Linked DNA regions of Mus musculus: region 2 is linked to region 1. A link is a contact called in public HiChIP or PLAC-seq data. All regions are on one chromosome and are shown on one strand. The core of a region is the stretch at or near the end of the contact, and the rest is flanking DNA. Distances in the headings are between cores, read along the strand shown.

Region 1 (5,178 bases), core at 1,718-4,217:
CATACATACATACATACATACATACATACATACACACTCTTTATACAAAGGTAGAGAGTAATAGAGGAAGACACTTTACTCTGCTTAACTATGACCTCTGGCATCTGCATGTACAACAGGAGTATATGCACTTCCCCTCATAAATACATACCCACCCGTATATCACATAAAAAGAATTCAGGAAACTGAGTGGTGGTTGTGGTGGTGGATACCTTTAATCCCAGCACATGGGAGGCAGAAACGGGCAGATCTTTGAGTTGAAGGACAGCCTCTTCTCTAGAGCGAGTTCCAGGACAGCTAAAGCTACACAGAGAAATCCTGTCTCAGAAAGAAAAAAACAAGGAAAATAAAAACAAAGAGATCAGGGGACAGAAAATGCAGAAGGGGGTGAATGGTTATATAAAGGCACAGTGGAAATTTGGCCACCTATAAGCCAAGAAGCAGCCACGTGGGGTAGCACATTCCAATGATCCCAAGATGGGGAACGCAAGGCAAGAGGACTGAGAATCTAAAGCCACTCTGGGTTGCAGTGTGAGCTGGAGGTCAGCCTGGGATACACAGATGAGAACAGGCCTGAGTAAATCAACAGCAAAGGAGAGGTACCTGGGAGCATCCAGCCCCAGAGATAGCCTACTCAAATGTCTAGCCTGTACAATGGTAGGAAATACATTGTGTCCTTGTCAAGGCTGCACAGCTTGTGGCCCCCATATCAGAGGACTCATTAACTGTGTGCGGGAGGGGGGTGAAAATAGAAACCAGGAAGAAATGGGCTCCTCCGGAAGGAAGGCAGACATGCTCCTTTTGAGATTCCCCAATAACACCATGTTTTACATGATCTGCCATCTAGGGAAGGATGCTGTCTACAGGAGGCCCTGTGGAGGTTCCATGCACACACCACACAATTTTTAGAAGGGTCTGCGGCTTCTGCAGATTTTGGTGTCTTTGGGCAGAGGCCCTCCCATTTTGATAGTTCCGGGAAATAAATATGCACACAAGCCTTGCTCTTGACCTTAGTCCCAGTGGCCTGTCCAGCACAACCCTCTGGCCCCCAGCTAAGACATGCCTTCAGACACCAGGTAAATAAATGCACGCTCTTCCTTTCTTCCTCTCCTTTTCTGTAGTAGGAGGAAACCCTCAGGGTGTTAAGCTCTGAGGCTAGGCGCTGGCCTAGGTTGACGTGGCAGCCCCTTTGACTTTATTTAATTGAATTTATTCCCTTTGACTTTATTTAATTGAATTTATTTATTTATTTATTTGAGACTGTATGCCCAGCTCCTGATTTTGCTTTGAGATCAGTCCCCTTGTCTATCCCAGGCTGGCCTCTGATGCACAGTCCTGTCTCAGCCTCTAGAGAAATAGAGATTACAAATGTGTACCACGCCATCCGGCTCTGGACACCTCCCCCAACTGTGCAGGTGTCCTCCAACAGGGCAAGTCACCCCTTGGCACCTTTATTCTAAACAGAGGAGGTAGTGTATGGTCCATGGGAGAGAGGAAGGAACAACTGAGGTGAAGGAGGGTCTCTTGCCAACATATGGGTTCCGAGAAGCACGACATAACACTCTCCGGCTAGATCTGGGGCTGCTTGGAGCTTCCCTCTGTCTCCTTATCACAGTGAGAGCTTGAGTGTAGGGGTATAGGGACTGTCCCAGGATGACATCACGGATATGAAATGCAGAAGGATCCCTGACCAGGGCCCTAGGGAACAGCACCCTGGAGTGGGCAGAGGTAAGAAATTCAGTAGGAGGAAATGAAGACTTCAGAAGGATCTAGTCTAGACTGTACTGGGGAGTTGCTAACAAGGGGGACACTCTGCTAGGTGCAGAGAATATGTGGATGGGGGCACAGTCGCCTCCTGGATAGGGAGTGGGGGGGTTGTTGAATGAATATATGAGGGCCAACAGCAGGTACAGCCTAAGGATGCTCATTCTAGCTTGGCAGATGTGCTGTGGCTTCCAAGCATGGCCTGTGGATCTGGCTCAGCCTGGGCCTCAGTCCCTCAGTGCGGAGAAGCAGAAGACCCACCCATGATGGATCGCTATCTTTCAGAGAAAGTGAAACCTTGTGTCCAACTGTCGCAGCTCCCCCACCCCTCCCTCCAGCTTCCCCTCTGAGCTCACAGCTTCCCGGTCTCCCCCGCCCCCTCCATCCCATCCCCTGAAAACCAGTACTTGGAATTCAAGCCTAGTCTTTTCTTTTTTCTTCAAAGGCTTTTTTGCCTTTTATGTCCATGTTGGCAGTGACCTTGAGGGGTGAACCAAGGAGTGCTTTTCTCTCTCGCTTTCTCAGGTGGGGCTCAAAGTAGCTGAGTGACTTGCCTCAGACAACACAGCGACACAGCGTGTCACAAGCTTTGAACCCGTTCTCTAATTTCTCTTGCTCCAAGGGTCCTAAAGGACCCTGTCTACAGAGAGAGGATCTGGGATTGGGAAGGCTGGGCGAGGACAGTTAATAGAGACAATGGAAATGAGTTGGGCTAGAAGATGCTGACCTGGGATTAGAGGCACAATCTTTGGGGCCCAAGTCTGGCTCTGTGCCCAGAGCCTGGTGGTTTCCGCTCACAGATGTCCCGACAGCCCAAGCGAGAGGGTGGGAAGGGCACTCAACAAGGAAGATGTCTGGCTCCCTTTAGCCCTAAACCTTCGTGTCCTAGGAGGTTGGTAGTTTCTGGACCAGGGGTGGCCTCCCTTGCAAGTCGTGCTCTGACCCCTGGACTGATCCCTGAAGATGATACGGACCCCCGTGCTGCCCGCTCACCCCAAGAAGGCTGAGGCTGCGGTTTACATCATCCTTGGGCGTGGGGCTGACCTCGAAGAACGAATTCGAAGAAAACGGGAGGAGGAGCGGGCATGTCATGGCGCATGGCGCCCATTGGCCGCCTGGGGAGACTTTGGTTTTTGGGGTCATGTTCCCAGAAGGCCTGCCCTTCCCCCTCCCCCTCCCCACCCACCTCACGAGATGTTGGCCAATCGCCCCGTCGGGCATAAAGTGGCTGCCAGCCTGCAGGACACCCAGCCAAGCTGTGTCACCCCTGAGAGGCACGGGCCAGAGTACCAGGACCCAGTATGCAGACACGGCTTCTAAGAACACTGCTCAGTAAGTACTTCCTTCCTTTCTACCATCCCAGGGCGCAGCTGGGCCAACTGGCTGCTGTAGGCACCCTCTGCCCTTGGGAGCTGTAGATCAAGTGAAGGATGTGGACGAGAGGGAGAACTAGTAGGGCAGGGATCCACTGAGACCCCAGCATAGCCACAGGTGGAAACGTAGTATTTCTGGAAGGTATTCCAGAGGGAGGCGTGAGAGAGACCATGCCGGGGACCAGGGCATGAGGGAAGAGGAGAAAGAGTGAGAAGAGTCTGGAGAAGCCCAAGGCAGGTAGGGGATGAGCAGAGAAGGAAGTTCCAGATCTGCGCGGAAATGGAGCAAGGGGCTCACTTCTTGCTCTGATTCAATTCTCGGGGTCTGGGGCAGATGCAAAGTCAGCCAAGCCAGAGGTCCTTAGATCATCCCGCCACTCATACAGCCACACCCACACGGGGACAGGCAAGCAGAGCCATCTATGTGGGAACAGGTCCTCCCTCTCAGTAAGGTAGGAAGTCTCACCTGCAGACCAGAACCCCCGGTGACCGGGGCAGGTACTGCAGTGCCTCACCTAGGTCTACGGGCACACCCCCACAGGCACTGGTCCATGTGCACCTGTTACAAGCTCGCTGTGGACCCTCACTGGCAGTGTAGCTGCAGACACGGGGGAAGATGGGGAGGGGACTTGTGGTTGGCACGCCTGGGCTACAGGCCCTCCCCAGGGGCGAGGGGGTGGGGTGGGGTGGGGCTGGTTGGTTTGTAGGAAGGGAAGGATGGTGTCGTAGCCTTCCGGGCCATTGCACCACAGGCCCCTTCCGACCACGTGGCTGCCGGTGCCTGTGAGGGTGGGGGCCTGCGAGCTGGAACTATGATCATCTGCCCTCACCCCTACAACCTTCTCCTGGGCTCCCAGCAGTCCTGGTGTGTGCGTGTGTTAGGGGTTCGTGTGTCGGTGGCAGGAAGGGCAGGGCGAGTGCTGAGCATGGGTGACCTGGACAGGCTTTCCTCTCGCATCTTGCTCACCTTTCAGCAGAATGGCCGTCAGCACTGGCTGGCCCAGTGAGTGGAGAGGTGCTTTTTCTGGCTCTGTGAAAAGAGCTTAGGTGACCTGCTGCCCTGGGGCTGCACCTCAGGACAGACCCCTGGTCAACTCTATTCTGCCTACAGGGAATGTTAAGGTCTATAAAGTAGTCAGGAACTTAACCTGTCAGTCTTAGGACAGAGCTAACCCTTGTATGAGGCCAGATATCTTATAGAGGACTCTCTTGTCTGTTCGTTATGCCATAAAGTCAGGACAGGGATGCTGGAGGCTACAACCCAACCTCTCCCCGAAGAGCTGCAGGGAAATTGCAGCCACCACCATCTCCTTCACCCTGTTTGGTTTATGGTGGAAGGTGGTAGCCCCAGTGAGTGCTTCTGTGCAAACCCAGACCCTACTGTGTGCCCAGCTCCTCCCCTGGGCTGGACAACCACCAGTCAGGTAACTGATGCGCTCTTCTCTGCCCAGGTTTGACCCTCAGTCTCCTCATCCTGAGCATGGCACTGGCCAATCGTGGCTGCTCCAACTCTTCCTCTCAGCTCCTCAGCCAGCTGCAGAATCAGGCGAACCTCACGGGGAACACAGAATCACTCTTGGAGCCCTATGTAAGCCTCAGCCCTTAGGGTACCTGAACCTCAGAGAATCTTGGGGACTAGTGAGAGAGTGAACACATGGAGGACCAGGAAGGGGCAGGAGGGGAAACTGAGGCATTCTAGGGACGGCAGAGCTGCTCCGCTCCCAGTTGGTTTTACGAGACAGGGTTTCTTTGTGTAGCCCTGGCTGTCCTGGAACTCACTTTGTAGACCAGGCTGGCCTCGAACTCGGAAATCTGCCTGCCTCTGCCTCCCTCCCGAGTGCTGGGATTAAAGGCGTGCGCCACCACCACCACCACCACCGCCCGGCCCCAACTCCATTTCCTGACTGTCTGGAAAGTTTGGCATTTGGTTCTAGGTTCCCAGATGCAGCAGTGAGTGAACCTGTCAGGGCTCCTGCAGCCCCCACCACACCTAGGGACCCTCACTCTATCCACTGCAAGCACAGTCACCCCAGGGCCCTGA
Region 2 (4,613 bases), core at 549-3,048, 160 kb after region 1:
AATGGCCAGAGTGCTGATCATTCCAACAATTCAAATACAATGCCTGTTCTTCTCCGTTGCTTGGCAACTGGATATCCTATAGCGAGCATTGTTCCTGTTTTGTAGCCCCCTTTCTCTATCTAGTTAAAAAGACTGCCTGAAAATTAGGTCTCTACATCTCAATTTTATTTCTGATCACCAATACTATAAATACACACATTAAGGAAAAGGGGGGACGGAAAGAGATGGCTTAGTGGTTAAAAGGTGTTCTTTCAGAGGACCTAGTTTGGTTCCTAACACTCACATAGTGCCTCACAGCTGTCTGTAAATCCAGTACCAGGAGATCGGATGCACTCTGATGGTCTCTGCATGCATTTCATGTATGTGGTGCACAAATGTACATGCAGACAAAATACTTACATATACAAAATAAAAATAGATAAATCTTTAAAAAGAAAAAGAAAAAATGAGTTGGGACATGAATGATAAGGTGTATGTTTAACATACATAAGATCCTGGGTTAAATCAATCCACAGAAGCAAAAGGAAAAAAAAAAAAGGAATGGCTGAAAACTGAGGTAGCAGGATCTTCAGGTCAAGGCCAGCCTGGACACACAGTGAGTTACTTCCAGGCAAGCCTGGGTTATACCCAAAATCTCAGCTTAACCTTCTACCTTAACAAACTGAGGAAAAGGCTGAGCATGCTGGGACACACCTTTAGTTCCAGCAACTTGGAGGCAGAGGCAGAAAGATCCTGTAATTTGAGAATAGTCTAACCTACATAGTGAGTTCCAGGGTAGACAGAGCTATATGGTGAGACCATAAAAATAGGAAAACTTTCTGTCATTCACATCGTCTCTAATATTCTCATAACATATACTTGCTGTGTCTTCAGTTAGTTCTCAGAGCAAAAACTACATCTTCTGTATCGTTTTCCTCACAGCAAGGCATCTTTTTTTGTTTGTTTTTGTTTTGTGTTTTGTGAGACAAGATCTTTCCACATGAATCTAGCTGTCCTGGAACCCACTATGTAGACCAGGCTAGTTTTGACCTCACAGATCCACCTAACTATGGCTTCCAAGTTCTGGGATTAAAGGCATGAGCCACCATTGTCTGGCCAAGACACCATTATTTTTTGGTTTTTGTTTGTTTGTTTTCAAGGTACCAGTCTTAATACAGCCCAGTAAATCTGAGCATGAAAGAGATCTCAGAGATCAATTTAGCTCAGCCAACTCCCTGAATCGTTGGTTTTTGTAATATCCTAAAGACAGTCATCTATACTCTATCTTGAACAAAAGCATATGTGCGCATGTATTTTATATGTATATATAATATGTACATATTATATATGTCTATGTATGCATGTAATAGATGTAACCAGAGCTGGTGATGGGGAGCTACCCCTTTTTATCAAGTAGCTATCATTATCAAAAATGCCATCCTTAGGAGGTGGAAAAACTGGAAGTTTCTGAATATTATCATATATTGATAATATTCATCCAAACTCTATACAAATTTCAAAAATATGTATATTTCACTCCTGCTACTGTTAATCCAATAGAAGGTAAGGAAAGGAGGTGTCACACTTGCAAGGTATTTATTGTAATGCTATTTATAATAGCATTATCAGAAATTAGCCTACACATTAGTCAGCTCTTTGTCACTAAGAAATAGTTGATTTATAGCTTTGGAGTTCCTGACTGACTGGCCCACTGCTTTGGGCCTGTGACAAGACAGGACACCATAGTGGGAGTATGTGTCAGGACAAACTGCTGACTTTATCACCAGGAAGCAAAAGGGAGAAGGAAGAAGCTAATTTTCAAAGACATGCTTCCTGGCTACCAGGCCTCTTACTAGGTTCCACTTCCTAAAAGGCTTCATCTGTCCTCAATAGTGCAAGCCTGGGAACCAAGCCATTAAATGTAAAGTACTGGGGAATGCTCAACATTCACGTATGACAACCGAAATATTTAAAAATAGAGAAATGATATGAACCTAAATGAACCAAAAAGTCATTGAACTTTACATATAAAGGCTAGGTAGGACATATTTACAAAATTATTGCTAAATAAAAATGAAATTATATATACCATTATTGAAATAATATACAAATAAATATATCCATTGAAAAATACTGAAAAGAATGGGGCATACAAAGTTAAAATTTGTATTGATAAGATATAAGGACAGTTGAAAGATCTGAATTTTCAATTACTTTAATGTTGTTAATTGTATTGTTTTAAAAAGCTCTTTCAGGCTGTAGCTATAGTCAGTAATAGAACACAAGCCTAGCATGCACAAGGCCTGGTTCCATTCTTACCACCGAAAGCAGCCAAAGAGCTTTATCACATTACCCTCTTCCCTACCTCTGCTCTGCTCACAACTGCTATTTTCATACACTGCATCTTTATGCCTCTTGAAATTACACAAACAATACTATTTGAAGTATTTGAGAATGATAAATACCTTCATTCCTGGCACTCTGAAAGACAGACTGAATGTTAGAGAGACCCAGTCAGGAACTGTAGCTGTTACTCACCAAGAAAGCCTCACGGCCTGAGTCAGCATGGTCGGATAGGGCCGGGCTTGAGAAGTATTTCAAAACAGAGCGGACTGAAACACGATCCAAAAGGATGTGAGGAGTAAGGAGAGGATGGAGGTTAAACATCTTGGTTGTTTGGAAGAGTGGCAGTGCCTAGTGCCACAGATAGTAAGCCTGAGAGGAAAATGATTGAAATTCCATTTAGAGAGTAAAATGAGGGACCTATAGGGAATACAAGTCTGTGCATTGATAGAGACTTGTAGGTACTGTGGTGGTGTGAATGAGAATGGCCTCCATAGGGTCATATACTTGAATGCTTAGTCAGCACGGACTAGCACTATTTGAAAAGAATTAGACCAATAAGTAGGCGTGGCTTTGTTGGAGGAAGTGTCTTTGGGCTTTGAGGTTTCAAAAGCCCATGCCAAGTCTAAAGTCTTCTCACCTACAGATCAGGATGTAGCTAGCTCTTAGCTACTGTTCCAGTGCCTGACTGCAAGCCACCATACTCCCATCAAGATGGACTAAACCTCTGAAACTGTAAGCAAGTCCCCATTTAAATGCTTTCTTTTTACAAGAGTTGCCTTGGTCACAGTGTCTTCACAGTGACTAAGACAGATGTGTACATCTGTACACCAATGGTACTGTGAGGACCCTATAGGTATGCACGTCTGCACATGGGTGGGAAGATCAATGTGTGGTCAGGGAGAAAACAAACAGAAAAGAAACCATGAGTAAAAGAAAAGAGAAGCAATAGATGTGAACAGCACAATCAAAACCTAACTTTTTAAAAAATACTGATTTGGGGCATATATAATAATAAAGGGACTCAAATAAATAGCACCAGATGGAAAAGAGGCAAACAACTACAGAAACATAATAGATTCCCAATCTGTGAAAGCATCATAAATAACTCCAAGTATAGCCAAAAGTGACTGAGAAAAAGGCCAGGTACTCATATGTTCACATGCATATGTGTATATGTGTATATACATGTGTGTGTATGTATATATATATATTTATGGTGATCTTTGTTTCTGTTTCCCTTCACTCCTATCCCAGCACTAAGGCAAACTGAAGCCAGTGTCTCATATGTGCACACTCCACCATAATTAAACAAAACTTCTTTCCCTGTGGTTACTGCTAGGTTACTGTCCCTTTAGAGAAGGACACAGAGTATGCCTCTGTAAGCTCTGGAGTAGACTAGAATTTCTTTTCTTTAAGTATTTAAAAATTATTTTTCTGTGTATGTGTGTGTAGTGCCCACAGAGCCCAAAAAGGGCACTGAACCCTTGTCTAACGAAGGGTCCTTAACAAACGTTTCTTAAGAAGTATTCTAAATACTTTTCATTCTGCTGAATGTCGCTTGAAAAGACTAACAAGTTGAATTCTTCTAAAATTAGAAACTTCTGTTCAAAATTTTGGTATAAATTATTGACCTGTACATTTTTTCTTTACCCTGACTCATTCCTTTCCAGTTCTTGATTACTGATTCAATAGACACCAAGAAAATCATTTCATATTACCAAATGCTATTCAACTGCATATTGTATACTTTGTTGTAAATAATGGTGAACAGCAGTCAAGAAATTGTTTTATATTCCTCTAAAAAAAAAGAACTGTTCATAAAATATCTCTATAAAACAGTGAAAAGGACATTTATGAAGTTAAGATATTTACTATACACTTGTTTTGGAGGATTACTTCTCTACAGAATGTATCTGTAGAATTCCTACACATCAGTGAGTCAGACAAGTGTGCTGACTTTCACTATTCAGAAGGGAAACAAAAATGAAAACCACAACAACTCATCACTGCCACCCACTAGAATGCTTATCCCTAACAAGATGAAATATGCTCAGCATACAAAATATACCTGATAAAAATGATAGAAATCGCCAAAGTGGATGAAGATGCAAAGCAGCTGTGTGGACCTCGGCACAAGCGCTTGGGAAGCTGTACCTAGCCGGGCTAACTGCATGCATGCCCTTTGACTCAGCTGTCCACTCCTTCCAACCTGATTCCCACCGTCAATATGTCCTGACCGAGCACCGAGCACCAGAAGTCTTAGCAGTGCCTGTCCTAGTGACCCCAAG

Evidence for each region. HiChIP or PLAC-seq counts read pairs in DNA pulled down with a chosen protein or histone mark.
Region 2: a contact with region 1 is called in an H3K4me3 HiChIP or PLAC-seq map of bone marrow-derived macrophages, with 3 times the contacts expected there. The contact joins the enhancer-like site here to the promoter of Osm in region 1. A contact is called at or near these places in 5 of 39 promoter capture datasets (3T3-L1-derived adipocytes, the HPC-7 cell line, frontonasal cranial neural crest and 2 more), 1 of 15 datasets of contacts at CTCF or cohesin (the NIH/3T3 cell line), 8 of 115 datasets of contacts at active chromatin or transcription factors (the 230-238 cell line, the SCID.adh cell line, bone marrow-derived macrophages and 3 more) and 3 of 9 other capture datasets (adipose tissue, liver and pancreatic islet).

The regions. Positions count from the first base shown.
Region 1 is chr11:4,233,818-4,238,995 of GRCm38.p6, forward strand. It overlaps Osm (oncostatin M), which reads left to right and starts at 2,968. Exons shown (of 3, transcript NM_001013365.2): 1 at 2,968-3,096; 2 at 4,589-4,725. The coding sequence starts at 3,066.
Region 2 is chr11:4,398,928-4,403,540 of GRCm38.p6, forward strand. All of the region lies in intron 10 of Hormad2 (HORMA domain containing 2), which reads right to left. Among named protein-coding and RNA genes, the nearest start is that of Hormad2, 40 kb to the right of the region's middle. Within about 2 kb of position 1,799, at least 30 of the 459 cell types and tissues checked have an H3K27ac peak or open chromatin away from gene starts, as enhancers often do. A contact at or near this core is called in the HPC-7 cell line, the NIH/3T3 cell line, bone marrow-derived macrophages and 1 more, where this site is marked.